Regions from separate parts of the Sus scrofa genome. Here regions 2 and 3 are each linked to region 1. Evidence: chromatin contacts called from public HiChIP or PLAC-seq and promoter capture Hi-C data. All regions are on one chromosome and are shown on one strand. The core of a region is the stretch at or near the end of the contact, and the rest is flanking DNA. Distances in the headings are between cores, read along the strand shown. Region 1 holds the start of FXYD7 (FXYD domain-containing ion transport regulator 7). Region 2 holds the start of LSR (lipolysis-stimulated lipoprotein receptor). Region 3 holds the start of LOC102159288 (basic proline-rich protein-like).

Region 1 (3,162 bases), core at 269-2,768:
GTGTACACAAATGCGTTTATCCTGGTGTTTTGTGACAGGTATAAGAATTGCTGGTATATGTGTGTCTTTGGATTTCTCTATGGGGGGGTTATTCTGAGTTTGTACGTATGTGCATACATGTATCTGTCATGTTTTGCGCCTGTGTTTCTGGGTCTTTGGGTTTCTGTGTGTGTGTGTGTGTGTGTGTGTGTGGCATACAACTCCGGGGCCTTCACAGTCAGCAGCAGACAACAAATGCCCACACTGAAATGCCCCTCTGAACGGCCTTGTGCTGCTGACAAGGGTCCGCAGAACCCTGGGATCAGGGGTCGGTGGACTCCTAGGCTCTCGGGCTGGGCGACCTTAAGCCCTGGCTGGGCCCGTCTCCAGGGAACAGTGCAGAAAATCATTGACGTGCACCCTCCCTCCCCAGCTCCTAAGCTCTCTGAGGTGTGCTCAGACTGGTGTGAGCGTGTGTGTGAGTGTGTGTGCGAGTGTGTGTGCGTGCGCCTGCAGTCCAGCCCTCCCCGCAGGCACCTCCTTTCCCCAGCTTTGCCCCAAGGCGGGCGGCTGCCGCTCCGTTCCTCCGTTCCTCCGTCTGAGCTGAGAGAGTTAACCTAGCGGGCCAGGGCGGTCTGGGCTGGGGGCCGCCCCCTGGCCCCCCTCCAGCCCGGCTCCAGTTACAGCTGCTGGCTGGGGAGGGGAGGGGTGGGGTGGGGCTGGGAGGGGACACCGCTGAGGGCGGCGCGTCCAGCTCAGGGCCAGGGGGTCCAGCCGGCCGTTTGGGGGCCTTCTTCCAGCAGGGGACAGCCTGACTGGGGTGAGCGTCCCCCCCTCCCCTCCAGGCCTCACCCCTGGCCTGGCCGGGAGCCTATTTTGGGAGCAGAAGTGGCGCCCAGGCAGGCCAGACCCAAGAGGAAGGGTGTGTGTTTGGGTCGTTGGGGCTCCCCCAGGGGTGGGAGTGTGGGTGCAGCTCCTCCTTTCGCCTGTGGCTGCGTGTGCACCCTGGCTGGGTGTGCGGTTTGGACACTCACGTGTGTAGCTCGGGCTGCGTCCTTGTTTGGGGGCCCCGGGAGGCCCAGATGAGGAGTACTGTGTGCCTGTGGCTCCACCCTGAGTCCTGCTCCAACCAGAAGTTTGGGGAGTGGGTGTTGTCTCCACTCCAGCCCCACTGTGCGCGCGTGCATGTATGCGTGAGTGCGCCCCGGCCCCAGGCATCTGCCTTGGGTCTCTCAGCCCTGCTGGCCTGGGCCTCCTGTCACTCGCCTGGTGTTGTCCACTGTTGAAAGATGTCACCCAGAGACAGGCAAAGGGGATTTTTTTCCCCGTTCTCCTCACTTCCAGGAGAGGAGAAGAGGTGGCCTTTCCCACGGGGGCAGCCTGTGGCGTTGTGGCAGCCAGGCCTCACCCCGGCAATGACCCCCGAGGCAGGAGGGGGGGTAGGAAAGCTGTTGCCATGGTGGCCTGTGCGAGGCAAATTCCTCCAGGGTGAAGTGGGAGATATTTATACCCAGGGTCAGGCAGAGAGTGGGCCAGTGGCCGAGGGCAGGAGAGCTGGGATCTTTCAGACACAGCGAGGCAGTTTTGTGCAAGCAGGTGGGTCCTTGGGTGTGTCCTGGCTGTCTGGGCTCTGGCAGGCTGGCCGTCTCTCTGCCAGGGTGGGGTGAGGCACCTCCACCACCGGAGTAGGTGTGGGGAATCTGGGGCCTGCTGTGGGGGAAGCCCGGGCCTTCGGGAGGTCCCTGTGGATTTTGTGTGTCCCCCCTGCCTGGTCCTTGTCCTTGCTGCCATATGACCCCCCCCATTGGGTGGGATGTTTGGGTGAGACTGTGTCCTGGTGAAGCAGGGGGTGCCTTGTTTCCCAGGGCGACCAAGCTAGATGGATGCTTTTGGAATTAAGTCTCTGGACTGTATCTTAACCCCTTGGGTTCAGGCCCCAGTGGTAGGGGAACAAGGGTACACACTTCCTGACCCTTGGTGCTCCCCAGGACAATGGCATCTCTCAGCCACATCTTGGTTCTCTGGGTCGGGATCCTCACCGTGGTCAACGCAGGTGAGTCTGCGGGAGGCAGCCCACCACTCACCTCAGCCCCAAGGGTGGCAAGCGTAGGGGGAAAGCCTGCGAGAGAACTAAGTTGGAGACTCGGTCTACTCTAAGTCCGTTGGGAGCCAGGAAATTGGGGGTCTCACATGGGGTCCAGTCACAGGCTGGTGTGTGGGGGAGGGGAGAAGATGCCCCAGGTCAGGCAAAAATGGAGGGTGGGATGGAGGCGGGCTTCCGTGAACGATGGAGTCAGTCGATGGACAACCTGTAATGAGATGGGAGCTGAGGCAGTTACATGGCCCTGCCCTGCCCTGCCTGCCCAGGACAGTGCAGAGGGGTGGCTGAGACCCAGAGCCGGGGGTGGGGGTGGGGGGGGCGCGGCCTGCTCAGAGTCCAACAGTCCCCAGACTCTCAGCCCAGAAATGCGAACCCCCAAAAGGACCTCGTTACGCCCCTCCCTGTCCAGGATCCCAGGGAGCATCCACCTCTGATGTCTTTCTCTCTTTCCAGAAGCTCCACAGGAACACGACCCATTCACCTATGGTGAGGGAGGGAGGGGCCTCTTTCTTGGGGAGCTGGCTGGTGGGGGTGGGGGGCTGGGCTGAGTTAGCCTGTCCTCTCCTCCCCCATCTCTCTCTGTTTCTGTCTCCACCTGTCTCTAGACTCTCAGTGTTTATCCCTCTGTCATTCTCATTCTCTCTCTTTCTCATGATCTGGCTCTATCTTGATCTCTTTGGCTGTTTCTCTCTGTCTCTCAGTGAGTCCCTGTCTCTCTGTCTCTCTATTCTCTTTCTCCTTTCCCCTCTCAGTATCCCATGGCCCAGCCTCCACTTCCTCCTGGCTTTCTCCTCTTCCTGCCCCCCTCATCCTTTCCATCACCCTCCCCATCTCCCTTGTTTTCCTCCCTCCTCCTTGCCCTGCCCACCTCCTCTTCTCCTTTTTCTTTACATCCTCTTTTCTTCCCATCTCCTGTCTCTCGTCTCTCCCTCCTCCTCTTATTGATCTCCTTTCTCCTCTTCCCGGATCCTTCCTCCTGGCCCCTTCCTCCCTATTCTGCTCCTCTCCTGGCTTTCCTCCTCCCCTCCCTGCATTCACCGTCCTCCCTGCTGTCCACAGACTACCAATCCCTTCGGATCGGA
Region 2 (3,089 bases), core at 504-3,003, 90 kb after region 1:
ACAGAAGAATTCTGGGATCTCAGAGTTCCCTTTGTGGCTCAGCAGTTAACGAACCCAAATAGGATCCGTGAGGATGCATGTTCCATCTCTGGCCTCGCTCAGTGGGTTAAGGATCTGGTGTTGCCGTGAGCTGTGGTGTAGGTCACAGACGTGACTCAGATCCCACATGGCTGTGGCGGAGGCCAGCAGCTGTAGCTCCTATCTGGCTGGGAACTTCCATGTGCGGCGGGTGCAGCCCTAAAAAGCAAAAAAAAAAAAAAAAAAAAAAAATTCTGGGATCTCTGCTTACATGAAGTACCCAGAATAGGCAATTTGATAAAGAAAGTAGAACAGAGGTTTCCAGGGGCTGAAGGCAGAGCGAAGTAATTGTTAAATTGGTACAGCGTTTACCTCGGGGATGATGAAAGAGATTATAAACAGTAATGATGAGTACACAACAATGCGAACGTCATTAATGCTACGGAATCGTACCGTTACAAATGCTAAAATGATTACAATTATGGTACATATTGTTTACCACAATAAAAGACCAAAGAGAAGTGAGGGAGGGATGCAACCCGATTGAAGTTTTATACAAAGTGGTCAGGGAAGGTGTCACCGCAAAGGCGATCCTTTAAGAAAAGCTCTAAAGGAGGTGGAGGCGACCCCCGCGGCAATGGTGGGGGCAACGGGCCTGAAGTGGGAGGGTAGGAGGCACATTTTGAAAGCTGAAGAGGCCAATGTGTCTCTAGTTGGGTGAGCTGGCCGGAGAGGGGTGAAGCAGGAAGGAATCAGGCCACTCTATGTCAATTTCTGCTAGGAGGGGGAGACACGGTAAGGTTTTGAGCAGAGGGTCGTGATCCAACTTGGATTTTAACAGGATGTGGTCAAACAAAACATCCCTGGGTACCTAGCCCGCCAGCAAGGAACCAGTTTGCGAGCTCCAAGGAGTCGCTTCAGCAGCTGTGTTCCCCAGGGCGCGCTTCCCCTAGCCACCATCGGGAGGCAGCAGAGCCGCGCCGAGCGCCCCAGGTTCCGGGTGCCATGCCTCGCTCCTGCCCCGCCCTGGGCGCAGGTGGCCCGTCCCTAGGAATCCTTAGGCAGAAACCCGTCCCTAGTCTCGCGCCTCCGCTCGGCCCCTTTAAGAGCCATAGTTTCCGGAGGCCAGGCCTGGGGCGAGGTAAGCCCCGGGGCCAAACCAAGAGTTAAGAATCGGGGGGAGGGTGGCGGAGAAAATTTCCAAAGTAGAATTCCAACTTTCCCTAGGCTGGATTCCCTTCGGACGTCCCTAAAACGGGGGAAGGGAGAGCAGGCTTCCTTTCCGAGAACTTCGCTTGCTCCTTTATATTATCTAAGAGGAAGGCAGTCCGGCAGCGCCTCCGTCCACCTAGAAGAGAGGAACCCCCAGGGCTAGCGGAAAAGGCAGGCGCTAGGAACTAGCCTTTTCCAGCCCAAAGCTCACGCAGACTCGCCCCTCCCCGCAGGGTGGACCTAGGCGGGTCCATCGCCAGCCGAGGAGAGGGGTGTGGGCAGAGAGGGAACAGGTGCGCGGCGGGGCCCGCCTCCCTCAACAGGTGAATCACCCCAATTGAGTCTCGGTTCGCCTGATTCACGCTCCGCTCGGTGTGACCCGAGCAGGAGGGGGCCAGACGGGAACCCTGGTCTGCAGGCGCCCTCCCGGCGGGCTGGTCACTTGGTCCCGACCCTCGGGGGCTGGAGCGCACCTGGGTCAGCCCACTTCCGGGGAGGGAGGTGGAGGAGCCCCTCCTCGCCGCCCACCCCATTAGCCCAGCCCTCGGTTCTCACCCTGTGTACCTGGGTCGATCCATTCCCCAGAGCCATGGGGGGTGGAGTGGCTCGGAGATCCACAGTGGGTCAAGCAAGTTTCTTCTAGAAAGCGGGAGGCGTGCTTTTCGTCCACGGTGTTTCCTTTCGTTAAAATCCTAGAACAGGGTAGTGTAGGCTTGGAATAGGGACAAGAAACGGAAGCGGGAAGGGGAGGAGCAGGCACCCCTCCCAACCTTGGTGCGCGCCGCGCCCCCTACCCTCTCGGTACCTGGAGCGGGAGCGCGGGCGGGACGCGCCCAGACCACAGCGATGGCGCCTTCGGCCCGCCGTCGCGGCGGGGTTTTGGGCTCCCATTCGGCCACCCCGGGCCGGGGTGCGGTCGTCTTCGTGTGGCTTTTCCTCAGCACCTTGTGCACAGGTACGGAGAGCGGGTCCCCTGCTGCCGCGGAACGGCGGGCGGGCGCTATAGAAGGGCGATGGATGGAGTTCTACACCGCCCAGGAGGCAGGACTGGGGGAGGGCGAACACGGAGACTAAGACCTCCTGGTGCCCAAGGTCTCTGGAGATTTCTTGTGTGCCAGAGTGAGAGGAATTCTCTATTCATGCCTGAGAGCGCTCCCCCGCCCTTGCTCATAGATAGCAGGAAGTGAAACTCCCTGGACGGCGAACCCGGGAGCGGCAGGGAGAATGGGACCCTTTGTGGGGTAGGGGAGAGGGACCGCCCGATCACTGGGATGAGGACTTGGTAACACGCCGAGACTTCTAGGTGGTGGGGTAATGGGGAGGGGACACTCGAAGGCTGGATCAGACGATTCCTAGAGGGAGAGATCAAGAAACAGTGCCCAGGCCTCGGATGGGTGCGGTATTGGAAATTCCCCACCCCCCAACGCAACCCGAGTCCCGCGGGCTCCGAAGTATCCGTGTGGTAAGGGTCTGGCGGAGTGGACCTACGGACTTGGTTGGAAACCATCGTCAGCTGGCAAGCTTTCACCTGGATCTGATGTTTGTTTGGATGGGGGTACCAGGAGGACTTTTACCTTTCGGCAGGCTCTTTTGGTGTACTCACTTGGGATGGCTTTGGGTAGGGCGCGGTGGGAGGCTGCTGGAGACGTTATGGGAGCTGTAGCGACCGTGTGGCAAAGCAGTTCAAACAGCTCTGAAATGCCCACCACCCCCCACATTCAGAAAACCTGAATTAACTTGGAAGCTTGGTGGGTGTTTTTGAAGGGGGTGCCTTGAGTACTGGGCTTTGTAGGGGGCCATTTGGGCTTGCCTGTACAGGCCACAGAGAGGCCCTTTCCATGAGAGAATGGCCAAGGGAG
Region 3 (3,240 bases), core at 227-2,726, 95 kb before region 1:
AAGTTTGGGGCCTGCTGTCCACCAAAAAGGAGAAGCTGGTGGGTTTGGGGGGAAGGGAGGGGGTGTAAGGGTGGGAGAGCTGTGGGAATGGAGGTTTTCCAAGAGGCAGGAACAGCCTGTCTGGAGAGGGGTGGTGAGAAGGCTCCATGCAGGGGCACCTGTGCTCAGGAGCTGTGGGGCAGGACTCACTCACAGGCACAAGGAGTCCAGGACACTGCAGACTCAGGCGGCCACTGCCAGACAGGCGCAGCTCATGGCATCAAAGGAGGGTTGCGTCCATTTGACGTCCAGCAACGTGACCTCAGTGGTGAGTTACTTCCCAGCTTTGAGGCCCGGCTTCCTTTTCTGTAACAGGGCTGCCCCTGACCCCCACTGTCAGGTGGGAGAGCTCTGACCACAGAGTTAGTGGGATTTGCAGGACTTGCCCGACGTCACAGCACAGATAAGGGCCAGGAAGGCTGGATTTTAACTTAGGCTGGGCCCAAGAGGGGGTCCCCAGAGATCGAGGCGCTGGGCCTCCCTGAGAGGACAGCAGGGCCTCAGAGATGAGGAGAGGGAGGCGTCTTAGGGTCCCGCCCACTTCCCGCCAGCTGCGGTTCCCCAGGTACCCACAGCCCCAACACCTCCGTTTCCCCAATCTCCATCCCACCCCCAGCTCCGCCCCACCTCTCAGGTTCCCCCCGGGGTGGGGGGTGGGGATGCCGAGAGCGCCCAGCCAGTCTCAACAGGGGCCAGAGGACCCTTTTCCGGGTACCAGGGGAGCGGGAAGGGCCTGGGCGGACAGCTAGCTGCCATGGCGATGTTTTGTTTTAATTAAGTCTGTGTTGTCCTCTTTCTGCGCCCCCGCCTTGTGCCCCTCCGCCCCGGGTCCATTTCTCATCTCTCTCCTTAGATCCGCTGTCTCTCTTTTTCTCTTCCTCTCTCTTGTTCTCTCCGGGTCTCTGGCATCCCAGCCTCCCCTCTCAATGTGTGTCTCTTCCTGCCCCAGCGCCCGGTCCCTCCATCTCTGATCCTCCTCCTGCCTCCCTCTCCCTGGGGGCCTCGCTCTGTCCCTGCCGTCCCTCCGTCGCCTCGGCCACCTCTCCAACCCCGGCTGTGTCCCTCTGGCTCTCACCTCCTGCTCTCCCGCCTCCCTTCGGTCCCTTCCTCCCTCCCGGTACCGGACTCTCCGGCTAGGCCCCGCCGCCCCTCCCCGCCTCGGCCGGTCCCTCCCCTCCCTCCCGCGGGCGGGCGGGGGGCGGCGCGGTGACGCGACGGGGCGGGGAGGAAGGGGGAGCTGACGCTGCGGCGGCCTCCGGCGGCCCCGGTCTTTTGTGCGGGGCTGCGGGCGGCGGGTCGCGGGTCGCGGGTCGGGTGGGGGCGGCGGCCGACCAGGGCGAGGCGCCTGCCCCGCGGGGACGCCCAGCGCAGCCCAGTCCCGCTCCGCCGGGCCCGGCCCTGCCCTGCGGCTGGGCGCCCGCCGCGCCGCATCCATGTTCGAGTAAGGACCGCCGGGGGGGGGGGAGGTGCGGGGGCTGGGCGGGGTGGGGGGGCCGCAGCCGATGTCCGGGAGTTGTGCACCGCTGCCGGCCGTGGGGAGGGAGGCTTAGGGGGTGGGCAGGGGTGTGCTCGGGGGCCGGCCGCTGACCGCTGGGAGGCCGGCACGTCACTGCCCGGGCGCGATGCGCCGGCTGGCGGGGCTGGGACCGGGGATCCAAGTCTCTTCCTGCCGGGAGTGCGGCCTGCGGGAAGCGCCCCCAGCCCTGCTTCGTCCCTGCCTGGGAGGCGAGAGGTGGGCGCGAGGCCGACCGGTCGTCGGGCCTGCGGTGGAGGCAGGGCAGAGACAAGTCCCCGCCGGCCCCGGCTTCCAGGCTCCGGAGGCCGGGCAGGCCCAGGGGCAGCCTCTCTGGGTCTGGGCCCCCTCCGGCCATCCTTGTCTGTCGCGAGTCTCGGAGCTGCTGGGGAGGGGCCTTCTGCGTGGCCACAGACCTGGTGCCTGAGATTCTCTGGGGTCGTGGGTAGGGAATTGACCTACTTGTCTGGGCCCAGAGTGTTTTCAGTTGTAGGTGTCTTGGAAGTGTGGATGCCATCTGAGGTCCTAGCGAGCAGGCAGCTGTGATCCTCTTTAGCTCTGTGTGTGATTTAGTTCCAATTCCATTGTGGCTCCATGTGTTCCTGTAAGCTCCCTGTGTGTGTCTGATTGTGACTATGGTGTGTGTCTGGGGCTCCGCGTGGCTGTGACCTGTGGTTGTATGTCCGTGTGCAGTGTAGCTCATCTGGTCAGACCTATGCGTGTCTGATTGTGACTTTGGAATGTGTGAACATATGTCTAAGTCTCCTAGTGTGAGGATGGTTGTGATCCTTCTTGGCCGTGTGTGCATGTGTGAATGTGTGAATTTATCTCAGATTCCATCTGTGGTTCCACGTGTCACTCACTGTAAGTTGCCTGTGTGTTCAGTTGTGACTTTATAGTGTATGTGTGCATACGTGTCTGGGGCTGCGTTTGCTGCTGTGACCCTCTGCTCTGTGTGTGCCTGTAATTTACCTCTGCATCTATTAGCTCTGTGTGCAAACCCAAGTCACTTGTGTGTGTCTTTGTGCATCCAGGACTTGGTGGGTATGATTGAAACCCCTGGGGCTGTGCCTATAATCTGCTTCTGATTCTATCTTTGTGTGAATGTTCCTGTCTGTGTCCCTTTGTGACATTGTTGAGTGTGCCTGGGCTTCCATGTGAGCAGCTGGTACCCTCTGGGGCTTTGTGTGTGTGCAAAGTAAGAGAGAGAGAGACCCCTTGTGGCTCTTAGTGGGCTTGGGACCCTCCCTGCTGAGACCTTGGGTGTACCCTTGACTCTTTGGAGCAATAATAAGTGACATTGCTCCCGTGTTATGGTTTATAAAGCATGTTCCGCACGTGATTTCAATACCTGGTCCTTGCATTGTTGAGGTGTGTCCACAGCCTCCTGGAGCTGCATTATTCCTGAGTCCTTCATGACTGAGTATCAGGGCGACAGAAGCTGATATGTCCACCCCTCGCCACGGAAGGGCAGGCCTTTGCTCCTCTTCCCCCCCCCCGTATGGGGGAACACCATGAGAGCTGAGCTGACCCTAGACTTAATTTCCCTGGCTTGTGCACAGGTTAGCCGGGGTCCTCTGTCCTTTTCTTTCCCTGCGTGGCTCTCTCGGTGACTCTAGGAATGTCACGTGCCTTCAGTTGTCTGCGACTTTCTTGTGTCTGTATGTGTGAATGTAACTTACCTGGGA

The links. Promoter capture Hi-C pulls out the DNA fragments that hold promoters and counts their contacts. HiChIP or PLAC-seq counts read pairs in DNA pulled down with a chosen protein or histone mark.
Region 2: a promoter capture Hi-C map of liver shows a contact between it and region 1, with 10 times the contacts expected there. The contact joins the promoter of LSR here to the promoter of FXYD7 in region 1. A contact is called at or near these places in 1 of 5 promoter capture datasets (liver), 2 of 47 Hi-C or Micro-C datasets (epiblast stem cells and liver) and 1 of 2 datasets of contacts at active chromatin or transcription factors (skeletal muscle).
Region 3: a contact with region 1 is called in an H3K27ac HiChIP or PLAC-seq map of skeletal muscle. The contact joins the promoter of LOC102159288 here to the promoter of FXYD7 in region 1. A contact is called at or near these places in 3 of 47 Hi-C or Micro-C datasets (heart right ventricle, liver and skeletal muscle) and 2 of 2 datasets of contacts at active chromatin or transcription factors (alveolar macrophages and skeletal muscle).

The regions. Positions count from the first base shown.
Region 1 is chr6:44,667,073-44,670,234 of Sscrofa11.1, forward strand. It overlaps FXYD7 (FXYD domain-containing ion transport regulator 7), which reads left to right and starts at 1,519. Exons shown (of 12, transcript XM_021097203.1): 1 at 1,519-1,575; 2 at 1,968-2,032; 3 at 2,534-2,566; 4 at 3,140-3,162.
Region 2 is chr6:44,757,338-44,760,426 of Sscrofa11.1, forward strand. It overlaps LSR (lipolysis-stimulated lipoprotein receptor), which reads left to right and starts at 1,754. Exons shown (of 11, transcript XM_021097147.1): 1 at 1,754-2,185. The coding sequence starts at 2,077. FAM187B (protein FAM187B) reads right to left here and starts at 2,126. Exons shown (of 4, transcript XR_002345316.1): 1 at 2,036-2,126; 2 at 1,795-1,922.
Region 3 is chr6:44,572,576-44,575,815 of Sscrofa11.1, forward strand. It overlaps LOC102159288 (basic proline-rich protein-like), which reads right to left and starts at 1,477. Exons shown (of 4, transcript XR_001309060.2): 1 at 1,115-1,477; 2 at 194-520. GRAMD1A (GRAM domain-containing protein 1A) reads left to right here and starts at 1,314. Exons shown (of 23, transcript XM_005664473.3): 1 at 1,314-1,480. The coding sequence starts at 1,473.